Linked DNA regions of Pan troglodytes: regions 2 and 3 are each linked to region 1. Evidence: chromatin contacts called from public HiChIP or PLAC-seq data. All regions are on one chromosome and are shown on one strand. Each heading gives the region's core, a stretch centred on a gene start, on an enhancer-like site or on the middle of the called end of the contact. The rest is flanking DNA. Distances are from core to core; before and after follow the strand shown.

Region 1 (3,967 bases), core at 429-2,928:
GTCAAGCTGCTTACCCCCTCACCCAGGGCTACAGCCTGTGCCCAGCCCTCTAATTTGTGCCTCTCTTGTGTTGGGGGTGGTGGGGGTTATTCCTTTCCCTTTCCTGCTCTGGCCTCCTTGAAAGTTCAGAGTACCCAGTACAAGTCAGCTTTAAAGTACAGCTTTTAGTGTTTCCTGGGTTGTTTCTCTGGGGCTTTAGTGAGGGACCTTTGCCCTCTGGTTTTTCTTGCCTCCTGGGTTGTTTCTCTGGGGCTTTAGTGAGGGACCTTTGCCCTCTGGTTTTTCTTGCCTCCTGGTTTAGGGAGCATCTCACACTTGTTAGTATCTGGTTGTTGGGCCAGCCGTGCCTCCTCTAGATCTGGAGCCAGGCCAGGCAGGGGCCATGTGTGGGCCAGTCAGCCACTACAAGATTTTTGCTAAGCTTTGGGCTGTTGGCAGCATCTTGGACCTCATGCCTGGGCCTGAATGAGGCTCTTTCTTAAGTGTTTTTACAAGTTTGTGTTTTATTTATGGAGTGACTTATCCCTTCCATTCAGAGCAGCCCCACCCAGCCAGCCCTTCAGCCTCTGGGCTCCTGCTGCTTAAAGGCAGAGCCGCCTGGTTGGTCTCCACCCTGTGCATTGGGAGCCCAGCCACCATGCTGACGGGTATTTTTCCTCATAAAGTTTATAACCAGTTATTTATATGAATCTTTGTTATGTCCATTTGTTTGTATTGCGTATTTTGATTATAAAATAAAGTATCTTAACAGACTCCTCAGTTTTCCATACCCTTCCATCACCACCACCACGCTATTCTACCCCTCACTTTGGCTTGTTAGAGCCAAACACCTGGGTGTTCAGCCAGGTCCCCCAGGCAGCAGTGTGGAGGAACCTTTGGCAGGTCCAGCCAGCCTCATGTCCCTATCTCTGCCACCTCTGCTCCTCTGTCGTTCTATAGAACCAGATCTCTTCCCACTCACTTTCTCTTGGGCAAACCTTCCCTGAGTCATAACAGAAGTAAGTTTGTCACTGGAAAGTTTCAGCAGTCCTCTCAGGAAGTTGGCAGCCTCTGGGTTGCTGTGAGGAAGTGGCTTTACCAGAGCAAGGGTTGTCTTTCTGGGCTGTTAACCTGCCTGAGCCCTGGACCAGGGGGACATCTGAGAAGCATGATGTTGAGTGCCAGACAGCTAGGTCTCCAAAGTTGGGCTCGTTGCTGGAGTCTGCCCCCTCAACCGCTGGGAGTAGTAGCAGTTTGGGAATGCCATCTGCAGCATGGAGCTGGGGTTGAGCTTGGACCACCCCAAGACCTGGGGTGGATCTTAAGGGTCAGCTTGAGCCTAGGCTCTCGAGTCCTGACATCATCCTCTACCGCCACGCTTTCCAGCTGTCAGCCTTGGTCTCCATCTGGTTCCTTTGAGGGTGTGGCCTCTGCGTCCTGCTATCATCACCCTTCCTTGTCTAAACCTTCCCACCTGAGTGGAGAGGAACTTGGGGGAAAATCTCTAAGCGTGGGCTCTTCCTGCTGTCCTATGCTTCCTATCCCCTAGGGTTAGTGGTGCGTGTTGGGTGGTGGAGCGAGGGATCCCTTGGAGCAAGGTTCTTAGAGAACTTTGGGTCTGAAAGCAGCTCAAGCCTTCCAAAGCCCCAAGCTTCCCTGTGCTATTAGGGCACCTCCTCCTGGAGAGAGCGGCTCTCGTGGCTGGGGAGTTGGATGCACCAAACCTGTGTGCGGCTGGAGAGGGAGGCTTCTGCCAGACCCTCTCCCGGGCCTGTCCTGCCACCCAGGCCCCTCCCCAGTCTCACACTGAGCTCCATATCAGGGAACGGCCGAAAAGGACGATCAGGACAGCCGCAGAAGGGGCGCCCTGCGTGGGACGGGTCCGTTGCGCGCCTGGTAACCGAGGGGGAAGGGAAGGGGCCTCTGGCGCGCGGGGCGGTGTCGCGCAGGTCCCACCCCGCCTGCCCGCGCCGCCCATTGGTCCCGAGCGCGATGACTTGGCGGGCGGAGCAGGAAGGAAACCGCTCCCGAGCACGGCGGCGGCGTCGTCTCCCGGCAGTGCAGCTGCCGCTACCGCCGCCCTCTGCCCGCCGGCCCGTCTGTCTACCCCCAGCATGAGCGGCCTGCGCGTCTACAGCACGTCGGTCACCGGCTCCCGCGAAGTAAGGGTGCGCCCGGACTGGCGCTGGGGGAAAGCGCAGGGCTGTATCCCGGTGCTTTGGAGCCTAGCGCCCGGGACCCGCCCCCAGGACGGGGGCGGGGTGGGGGGAGTGCGTCGGCGAGGTGCTGGGCACGGTCTCCCGGATCCGGTCCCGAGGCCCCATCCTGAGTGTCTTCATCGGGCATCCTGGGTCCTTTGCAGCCGCAGCATGAACTTCCCGTGCCCATCCCCCATCAACCCCACACCCATTCTCTGCACTCCCACTACCGGGCTGACCCTGACCACGACCGCAGCCTGCCCTCCCCTCCCCACCCTCAGCCTGATCCCACTTCCCTTCACTCTGACCCCCTCCCCCGTGGCTGATAATCCCTCTCTTCATCCTGCACCACCTCAAGCCTGACTCATCCTCCCAACTCCTAGAGGCCAGAACCCTCCCCTAGTGTGGAGGGGAATGGGGGGACAAAAGCTCCTGGTCACAGCCTCTCTCACCCTGCCCAGCGTTTCCCCCATAAATCCTCCAGCCTATCCACTAACCCCTACCCACCCTCTGTCCCCAGATCAAGTCCCAGCAGAGCGAGGTGACCCGAATCCTGGATGGGAAGCGCATCCAATACCAGCTAGTGGACATCTCCCAGGACAACGCCCTGAGGGATGAGATGCGAGCCTTGGCGGGCAACCCCAAGGCCACCCCACCCCAGATTGTCAACGGGGACCAGTACTGTGGGGTATGGGCTGGGGGACGGGGGGGTGGGGGGAGTGTTGGAAGAGGACTCTAGCCAGGGTCATATCTGCCACAAAGCACTTGGGCCCCCTGCATTCAGGTGACCACCCCTCGCCTCCCCTTCTCCAGGACTATGAGCTCTTCGTGGAGGCTGTGGAACAAAACACGCTGCAGGAGTTCCTGAAGCTGGCCTGAGTCAAGCCTGTCCAGAGTTCCCCTGCTGGACTCCATCACCACACTCCCCCCAGCCTTCACCTGGCCATGAAGGACCTTTTGACCAACTCCCTGTCATTCCTAACCTAACCTTAGAGTCCCTCCCCCAATGCAGGCCACTTCTCCTCCCTCCTCTCTAAATGTAGTCCCCTCTCCTCCATCTAAAGGCAACATTCCTTACCCATTAGTCTCAGAAATTGTCTTAAGCAACAGCCCCAAATGCTGGCTGCCCCCAGTCAAGCATTGGGGCCGCCATCCTGCCTGGCACTGGCTGATGGGCACTTCTGTTGGTTCCATCAGCCAGAGCTCTGCCAAAGGCCCCGCAGTCCCTCTCCCAGGAGGACCCTAGAGGCAATTAAATGATATCCTGTTCCATTGGCACTGTGTCTGGTTGGTTGTGGCCTGGGCCTCCTGGGTCCCTGCCCTGGGCAAGGTTGGTAGTTGTGACTGTGCTGAGACTGCTCTGTGGGAAGGGTGGCTGAGCTGTTCTCTTGTGACTGTCACCTCTGTGTTAGTGCATGTGTTTGGATATGTCTGACACACAAATACCTGTATGGACCAGTGGTTTCTGGAGATGTCTGGGTGGGCCACCCTCCAGTTCACATGCATGTGTCCATATCATGCTTGTGCCTTGGTGTGTAGTGCACATCTGCATGCCTGTCAGTGAGTGTGGCCATCCCATGCGCCTGTGTTGGAGCACAGTGGCTAAGAATGAGTGTATCATGGGAGGTGGGTACCCAGCTGCAGTTCTGCTAATTTGGGGGCATGGGTCTAGTGGCAAAATGGCTTTGTGCGGTGTTGAAGTGTCCCCACGAGTTGGTAGGTCTGTGCCTGTGCACAGGTATCTGCTGGCTGCACACATACACAGTGAGGCTCTGCTGTCCCAGCTGAGA
Region 2 (3,980 bases), core at 1,378-3,877, 130 kb after region 1:
TGGCACTATCTCCTCACTGCAACCTCAGCCTCCTGGGCTCAAGTGATCCTCCCACCTCAGCCTCTCAAGTAGCTGGCATGCGCCACCACATCCGGTTAATTTTTGTATTTTTTTTAGAGATGGGGTTTCGTCATGTTGCCCAGGCTGGTCTCAAACTTCTGGCCTCAAGCAATCCTCCCACCTTGACCCCCCAAAATGCTGGGATTACAGGCGTGAGCCACCATGCCCGGTCGAAAGTGCCATCTCTTTAGCATTCAAAAAAAGTATCTTAGGCCGGGTGCGGTGACTCACACCTATAATCCCAGCACTTTGGGAGGCTGAGGCGGGCAGATCACTTGAGGTCAGGAGTTCAAGACCAGCCTGGCCAACATGGTAAAACCCCGTCTCTATAAAAATACAAAAATTGGACGGGCGTGGTAGCATGTGCCTGTAATCCCAGCTACTCGGGAGGCTGAGGCACGAGAATTGCTTGAACCCAGGAGGCGGACATTGCTGTGAGCAGATATCGTGCCACTGCACTCCAGCCTGGGTAACACAGCAAGACTCCGTCCCCCAAAAAAAGTGTCTTCATTCATCTGAAATGTGTCAGTGTTACCACAGCGGGAACCGGCATTGAGAAAAATCAGGTTTTCTGGGAAAGACTTGGAGGTGGGAACTCAAGAAGTTATTCTCAAAACTGTGAGCTGGGAACCAAGACAGCGTGACTCAATTCAGCACCGTGGACAGAGCTACTGGAGCCCTCAGTACCCTGGACAGAGAAGCAGGCCGCGCATTCCCGGGGAACCGAATTCGCATCACTTGAGAACCCACCTAGAGAAGCCAGAGCGTTCAACTCCCCTTTCCCTCCCTTTTCTTCAGCCAGACCTCAGCCACTTGCTCCTGAGTCTTAGGAACAGAGGTACACGGAGCGAATATATTTTAAGTGTGCCACTAACAGCGGGAGATAAGACTTTTGGGAGGGGAGAATTATGTAAATAAAAATGGCTTTGGCTGATGTACTAGGAGAACTCTTGATAATTCTAAATTAGAGTCCTCAGTTGGGAGTCGGGCACTGCTAATAATATTTGTTAACGATATGTATTTTTTAGGCGGAGCAGCAAAGGGCCACTCTTGTCCTTTTTACCCCACGAAGTCCCACCTCCCATTCCTTACGCTCAAGTTTTCATTTCTTGGAGAGCACCCCGTAGGAGAGAAAGGGAAATAACTTCTGCAGTCTCTTGCTTTCCTCCCCATCTTCCCCTTCCCTACCCCCACTCATCCGGTCTCTCTGAAATACACATGTGCCCACATCCGCGCGTGCACACACACACACACACACAAACACACACACAGAGCCACAGCGTGAGAATTCCAAAAGGTTCTGCACACTCGGTGGAGAAGATTGAATTCAGAGCAAGCGGATGCCCCCGAAAGCAGGCTCTGTCCCTTTAAATGGGTTGTAGTGGTGGGGGAGGGGAACTGGCCGGAGCTGGCATTGTCCAGTTTGAACTGAACACCGGAAGTGAAGGGGCAGGGCCAGGGCCGTGCACTGAGACCCGGGCCATTGTCCATCTCCGACCAGGGCAGTAGCCACCCCCACTAGCCAGCCGTCTTTATCTCCTAGAAGGGGAGGTTACCTCTTCAAATGAGGAGGCCCCCCAGTCCTGTTCCTCCACCAACCCCACTATGGAATGGGAGCGCATTTTAGGGTGGTTACTCTGAAACAAGGAGGGCCTAGGAATCTAAGAGTGTGAAGAGTAGAGAGGAAGTACCTCTACCCACCAGCCCACCCAGTCCCTCTCTCAGCAGTGGATGGGGATGGGATGGGGGTAGGACGAGAAGGCAGCTGGTGGAGAAACAGCTTCAAGACTCTTTGGATTCCTCCTGCTCTCCTGGGAGCTTACCTGGGGCTAACTTTAGACACACAGGTTTGGAGGGAGGAAAGAAGGAAGAATTCTTTACAAAGAATCAATTAAGAGCACTTTCTCTTTTCTAACTGGGGGAGGCCCAGAAAAACTCTGAGTCAGAAACTCTGGGAGGCAGACATTCAGATGTAGTCAGAGGCAGACAGACTTTGGAAGGCAGCGCTTTGGTCAGGACAGATCAGCCCTGTGTGTCCCCAGCCTCTCCCCTGCTCCCCCATCCCGGGCTTCCCAGTGTCCAGAACTCCAGGTCTATCTAAGCACACGGGGGTGGGGGGTGAGAGCGGGTCAGCTCCAAGCAGCCGGGTCAGCTCAGAGGCCTGAGGGGGAAGAGAGGGGGAGGGGCGCTCAAGGGCTGGGGGAGGGGGAGGGCCCATTCATTTCTCCCTTGACAGGTGGTTTGTGTTTCTGATTGGCCAGCGCCGCCAGGCTCACACCTCCCTCCCCCAACTCTCTGGAATGTATAATTATCTGCGCGGGGGGTGGGGGTGGTGTATGTGTGTGCAGTCACGTGGTTTTAAAACTACCCCCCCCACCAGGTCCCCCACCTGTATCTGCTTTGGGGATCCCTACTGAGTCCAAAGTGCAGGATCCCAAATTCTGGGGTACTCAAGTCTTCTAGGGCAGACAGACCCATCTCCAGATGTGCGTGTGGGGAGGGGGTGTCAAACCTCAAGGTTCTGAGAAGGGACACCCCAGAGGTGTCAGAGACCGGAGTGGTGGGGGAGGGCCGGAGCTGGAGCCGGAGGGAAAGGGAGGGGAAAGGAGAGGGAGGGGAGGGGAGGGGGCTGCCCGCGGGGGGTTGGGTCATTGTCTTTTAGAATTTGGGAGCCTTTGAAAAGCCGTGGGCCCTCCCACCGCTATTGTGCGGGGGAAGATGTAGCAGCTTCTGCTCCGGACCAACCCTTTGCCTTCGGACTTCTCCGGGGCCAGCAGCCACCCGACCAGGGGCCCGGGGCCACGGGCTCAGCCGACGACCATGGGCTCCGTGTCCAACCAGCAGTTTGCAGGTTCGAGCTCGGGACTTAGCGGGGACACTTTAGGATTCAGGGGCGGCCAGGAGCCACGTAGAAGGGAGGTGGGGAACTGAGTCCTATGCTGCCCAAAGGACCCCAAGACGGTGCGGCCTTCTGCTTCATAGGGCCGTCTCTGGGGCAAGGAACCTTGGTGTCCCAGTGGCGTGCGCGCCAGACTACGTGGGTGGATGGAGGGGAGAGGCTTGTCCCGCCGTGAGTCTCTGGGAAACGCGTTGTGGGAAGAGGAGCAAAACTTTCGGGGCACTGCTGTCCCGGTGTACGCTAGGGGAACGCGGGAGGCGACCGGGATAGGTTTCTTCTCTTCTGTTGCTTGGTAGCTGACCCCTCCTGGCTGTCCACTTGTGGGGCTGGACACTCGGGTCTCCCTGCCTGGGGCCCGAGACGGCCCTCTGATCCCGTGCCCCCCAGCTAAGTGCCCGGCCCTCCCTCTCTCCAGGTGGCTGCGCCAAGGCGGCAGAAGAGGCGCCCGAGGAGGCGCCGGAGGACGCGGCCCGGGCGGCGGACGAGCCTCAGCTGCTGCACGGTGCGGGCATCTGTAAGTGGTTCAACGTGCGCATGGGGTTCGGCTTCCTGTCCATGACCGCCCGCGCCGGGGTCGCGCTCGACCCCCCAGTGGATGTCTTTGTGCACCAGGTGAGACTGATTCCGGTAACTTTGCCCAGGGAAGGGCGTCTAGGCGCCCATATCCACGGGTGGGCTCCGGGCTCGCAGTTGAATTGAGGGCCATCGGGAGCCCTCATTATACGTCCCTGTCTTTGCTTCGGCACCCCAATTCTGAGTCCCTGTTAACTATCTCGTGGGGGAGTAGTGGGAGGCAGCACCAATTATCAGCACCCCCGCCCCCTTCCGGGAACCCCTCCGGCTTACCACGTGTCTATTACCTCTTTCCCCTGGGAAGGGGCAGGGGGCAGGGAGGTGACCCCATGTGGCAGAAACTAAGGTTGTATTGTGCTTGCCGGTGGGGGGAGGGCGAGCAGGCCGGCCAGGGAAGCACATGCCGGGCCTGAGCCGGGAGCCCAGCTCCTCCAACGTCTGAATGGAG
Region 3 (4,156 bases), core at 727-3,226, 190 kb after region 1:
CAGAATTTCAGGGAAGAGTTCTCCCCAAAACCCTAGCTCTTTACCCTTCCATTTTAGCCTTCCACCCAGCTTCCACAAAAGATTTGGCTCTACCTTGGATCTGCTAGTAAATAACTAATAGGCAGGCAGTTATTTGGGTAAGGAAAAAAGGGGTGGGAGAGACAGAAAATTTGCCCATCTGCTGCTCCGCCCCCTTGGCTCTCCACCTGGGATTTGCTATTGAATCTCTACCCTCTCCCACCACGCAGTACTGATTGCTCACTGAAAGACTCAGCGCCAATGGTGCGCGGAAGCCAGGCGGGCGATTACAATCCAATTACCTATTGTCGACTCAGCCCACACAAGCTTTTCTCCTCCTCTTGCAGGGCATGGGGCCAGGCTCCACTCCCAAGTGAGACTGGCCCCCTCCATGGTTCAGGGTAACAGAAGGGCCTGTAGGCCCTGGTGAATTGAATCCAGCACAGGCCGCCTCCCCTGTAACACAACAAGACTGAGCAGAACCAAACACTTCTTCCAACTGACTCTGCTCCCTGCCCTCACCATCTCAAACTCTGATTCCCACTCCACTCTTCGAGGTTTCTCTCAGCTTTTTGACCTGGCTCCCTAAGTAGGCCCCTAGATGATTTATTCTTGGCATGGCAAAGCTTGTTCTAGGTCCTCTGCTTGTGAGGGTCAAAGCTGTGTCCTTTCCCTTACCTCCCTCTGACAGGACTTGCTGCAGAGCTGCTGAGAGGATTAGTGCCTTTGAAGAGCTGTCTGCCTGAGCAACTCTATTTCAGGTGCCCCACACCGGCAAGTACCAGCCAGCAACACCAACCAAATGCTACTCTCTTTAGTAAAGTCCATTTTCCTTTTTCTTTCTTTTTTTTTTTTTTTTTTTGGAGACAGCATCTCACCCTGTTCTGGCTGGTCTCGAACTCCTGACCTCAGGTGATCCGCCGGCCTCACCCTCCCAAAGTGCTGGGATTACAGGCATGAGCCACCATGCCAGACTTCCTATTTTACTTTCTGCAAGCTGTTTCCCTAGCAGCTCCCTCTAGGGGAGAGGTGAAATCTTGCAAGCTGTAGCAAGAGCACACAGGAAACCCCTAACTTTCCTATACCCCACCCTCCTCTTCCCCTTTCTGTCCCGGGATACCTGGCGGCAAGAGACTTCTTGGCTATTGTCCATGCTCCTAGAATCAAGCATAAATGCCAGACACGGCGATTGAGAAGCCAATCAATGAACCCTTTGGCAAAGCCCCCATCCACACCTGGCACTCCCCTCTACCAATCCCTGGCACAGGGTTCCTGGAGAGCAGGTGCTGTACATTTTACAGCTTTACAATGGGGCTGTTGACAGCCATAATTAGGGAGGCATGAATTATGCGGCTATAATGCAGAGCCCTACAATTAAGGCGGGAATGAGGGGCTGGAGGCAGCAAACGGAATCTGCCCTATGAGCGTGGCTGTTGAGTCCTGTCTCCTGGGTCTGACTTTCCGTAATATGATTGGGGTACAGTAGAGGTGATTAATGGGGCTGGCATCTCTCTTTGGCCTGAGGTTCTGTATTCTGGGAAAGGTACACAGGGTGGAGTAGGGAGAAGCTGCCCCAGGAGGCGATGTAGTGGTGGAAAGAAGAGGCAGAGAGGTCGTCGTCGTCGCCCAGCAGCAAGGGCTGCAAAATAGTAGAACTCGTGGTTGCTTTGGACAGGTATGATTTGTGCAAGCCAGGTTCAACCCTTGCCTCAAGAAATCAGATGGGACCAATTTAGTGTCCTTCCACCTGTGAGCCAAGCCCCCATTTGAGGACATCTATCGTATTCTTGTGTTCTGGGTCTCAAATAGAATTTTTAAAGATTCTTAGATGTAAAACTTGTTTGCTAACTGCAACGGAAGAACACCTTCTTTTGCTGCTGCAATTGCCTACCCTCCCTCAGGTGCACTTGGCTAGCTCCAAGACCCTGGCTTTGGACTAGGGGGCACCGGAAGAGCCCTTTTGCCATCACACCACCTGTTCCTCTACTTGTTTCCTAATCCCCGGGCGCTTTCCTCCACCCTCCTTTCCTCGCGCAAGTGAAAAGCAGCCAGCTTGACAGTGTGGAAGGAGGGATTTCGCCAGCTGCGGCTGCAGTGCCCAGGCTTGGTGGCCGCGTCGGGTTGGGGCAGCTGGGCAAAATGTCTCCGAGAGGGGTAGAGTGTAGGGGGAAGTGAGTGCTGGTAGACCTCGACGGCCGCTCTCCACCATACTGTGGCGGGGTCTGGAGGTTTGGGAATACAGGGACCTTAAGGGAGCCACCCGAGAGGAGTTGGGGGTGGGGGCTTCGATAGCATTTGGGGAGGCGGCTGCGCAACGGGTGCTGAAAGGACAGCTCCTACCTGACCCACGGCACCCAAAAGGCACCTCTGCATGGAAAGTCTCCCCCTGAAACCCCTAGCCCACCTCGAGTGGGACCGTCTTTCAGGTGAGGTGCACGAAAGGCTTTTCCGAAGTGGCAGCTCGGAAGGATGCACGTCCGGCTGCGCCAAGCTGGTTTCCCCGCCTTTTTCCCACTTCGGCGTCAGCCTGGGCCCTGGGAACTGCAGCCTGTGCCTCCAGCCGCGCGCTTCCTCCTGCTTCCAGAGGAGCAGGGCAGTGCAGCCAGGCCTCGCAAACCCCTCTTCTGGGGCCCCCAGCGGGAGCAGGAAGGAAAGCCGCTGAGATGCGCCGTGAGTGTCGCACGGCTTGGAGAAGTGGGTTGCTGGGTTGCATAAGGTGGAAGGAACTTGCTAGTTTGCAAAAGACAGCTCTTGGCGGGAGCCGGAACCCGGAGCCCGCCGACTCGCGCACCCCTCCTCATTTACTGCCTTCGACGCGCGCCTCCCCGACTGCGCCCCCACCCCCTCGGCGCGCCGCCGTCTCCGCGCACTACCCCCCCCCACACACCCCCCTCCTCACTCCCTCCAGAGGAGGTGAGTTTAAACCCCGCCCACGTGACCCCAGCTGGGCCAATGAACGGCGGCGGGAGGTGAAATCCGGTTCTAACCGGTCCGGGGCTCCCAGCGCTATAAAAACTTTATAAACCCCCCGGAGCCCGAGCAGTGTGAAGAAGAGGCGAGAACGACCCCCGGACCGACCAAAGCCCGCGCGCCGCTGCATCCCGCGTCCAGCACCTACGTCCCGCTGCCGTCGCCGCCGCCACCATGCCCAAGAGAAAGGTACGTGGCGCGAGGGCCCCAGGCGCCGGGCCACCACTGCCGCCACCGCCGCCGCCGCCTCCCTGGTGCAGGGAGCGAGAATCGGCGCCGAGCAGGAGCCAGCGCAGCCTCCCCGCGCGGGGGCTGGAGACGGTGTCGGGCAGCTCGGGGCTAACCCTGAGCGGCTCGGCTGCCCGCGGGCGCCAGAGGCCATATTGGAGGAGCGGCGGCCGCGGCGGGAGGAGCCATGTTGGCGGCTGTTTATCCCGCTCTCCTCGGGCTCGCCGCCCCCGCCCCGTGCCCCCTCCCCCATCGCGAGGGCCCCTTCCCTCCCCTCTCTGCGGGCGGGCAATTCAAACCCGAAAGGGCGGGAAGGCGGCGCTCGGGGTTGGCGGGCGGGGGAAAGCGCTGCCGCCAAAAAACCGCCGCCGTGAGGGGGCGGGGCTTGTGCGGTATGGCCCCGCCCCCTCGCCCACGTTCCCCGCGCACGAGACGCGCGCTGCCGCCGCCCACGAGTTCCCCGGGCTGCGCGCGCCTCCCTCTCCCGCCCTCGACGGCTGCCATAGCAACGGCGCTGGGCTCCGCCTCCGGAGGGGGTTTGTTTGCGCCATCTGCAGCTGTTGCTCCTGCCTGGCGCGGTGGTGCGGGCTCCGCTGCCCTCCCCGGCTGCGCTCCGGTTCAGCCCTCGCTTCTCGGGGTCGGCGAGCCGGGGCTCCTGCGCGCGCTTCGTTCTTATACTAACGTCGGGCTCACTCATTTATGTCCTAGAAAAGTTGTGTGGACGACTGCTTTAATTTTCATTGTTAGCACTCTAAAGTTTGGGAAGTAATTAATTAAGAACCACCTCAAAATCTGCAGTTTTTTGTTCTTGTTTCTTATAGGCTGAAGGGGATGCTAAGGGAGATAAAGCAAAGGTGAAGGACGAAGTAAGTCATTCTCTCTTCAAGGGTCAAAGCCTTGGACTAGCAGAGGCCACTGGACTCGGTGATTAACCGTAACC

Evidence for each region. HiChIP or PLAC-seq counts read pairs in DNA pulled down with a chosen protein or histone mark.
Region 2: a contact with region 1 is called in an H3K4me3 HiChIP or PLAC-seq map of stem cell-derived excitatory neurons, with 3 times the contacts expected there. The contact joins the promoter of LIN28A here to the promoter of SH3BGRL3 in region 1. A contact is called at or near these places in 1 of 7 Hi-C or Micro-C datasets (stem cell-derived neural progenitor cells) and 1 of 1 datasets of contacts at active chromatin or transcription factors (stem cell-derived excitatory neurons).
Region 3: a contact with region 1 is called in an H3K4me3 HiChIP or PLAC-seq map of stem cell-derived excitatory neurons, with 4 times the contacts expected there. The contact joins the promoter of HMGN2 here to the promoter of SH3BGRL3 in region 1. A contact is called at or near these places in 1 of 7 Hi-C or Micro-C datasets (induced pluripotent stem cells) and 1 of 1 datasets of contacts at active chromatin or transcription factors (stem cell-derived excitatory neurons).

What each region holds. Positions count from the first base shown.
Region 1 is chr1:204,688,302-204,692,268 of NHGRI_mPanTro3-v2.0_pri, reverse strand. SH3BGRL3 (SH3 domain binding glutamate rich protein like 3) reads left to right here and starts at 1,678. Exons shown (of 4, transcript XM_003949330.5): 1 at 1,678-1,776; 2 at 1,779-2,141; 3 at 2,698-2,865; 4 at 2,991-3,455. The coding sequence starts at 1,693. The coding sequence ends at 3,056. It overlaps CEP85 (centrosomal protein 85), which reads left to right. Exons shown (of 15, transcript XM_063784267.1): 15 at 1-753.
Region 2 is chr1:204,558,291-204,562,270 of NHGRI_mPanTro3-v2.0_pri, reverse strand. It overlaps LIN28A (lin-28 homolog A), which reads left to right and starts at 2,627. Exons shown (of 4, transcript XM_016956893.4): 1 at 2,627-2,911; 2 at 3,375-3,571. The coding sequence starts at 2,881.
Region 3 is chr1:204,496,661-204,500,816 of NHGRI_mPanTro3-v2.0_pri, reverse strand. It overlaps HMGN2 (high mobility group nucleosomal binding domain 2), which reads left to right and starts at 1,976. Exons shown (of 6, transcript XM_003949332.6): 1 at 1,976-3,177; 2 at 4,038-4,082. The coding sequence starts at 3,163. It overlaps DHDDS (dehydrodolichyl diphosphate synthase subunit), which reads left to right. Exons shown (of 9, transcript XM_016956908.4): 9 at 1-1,854.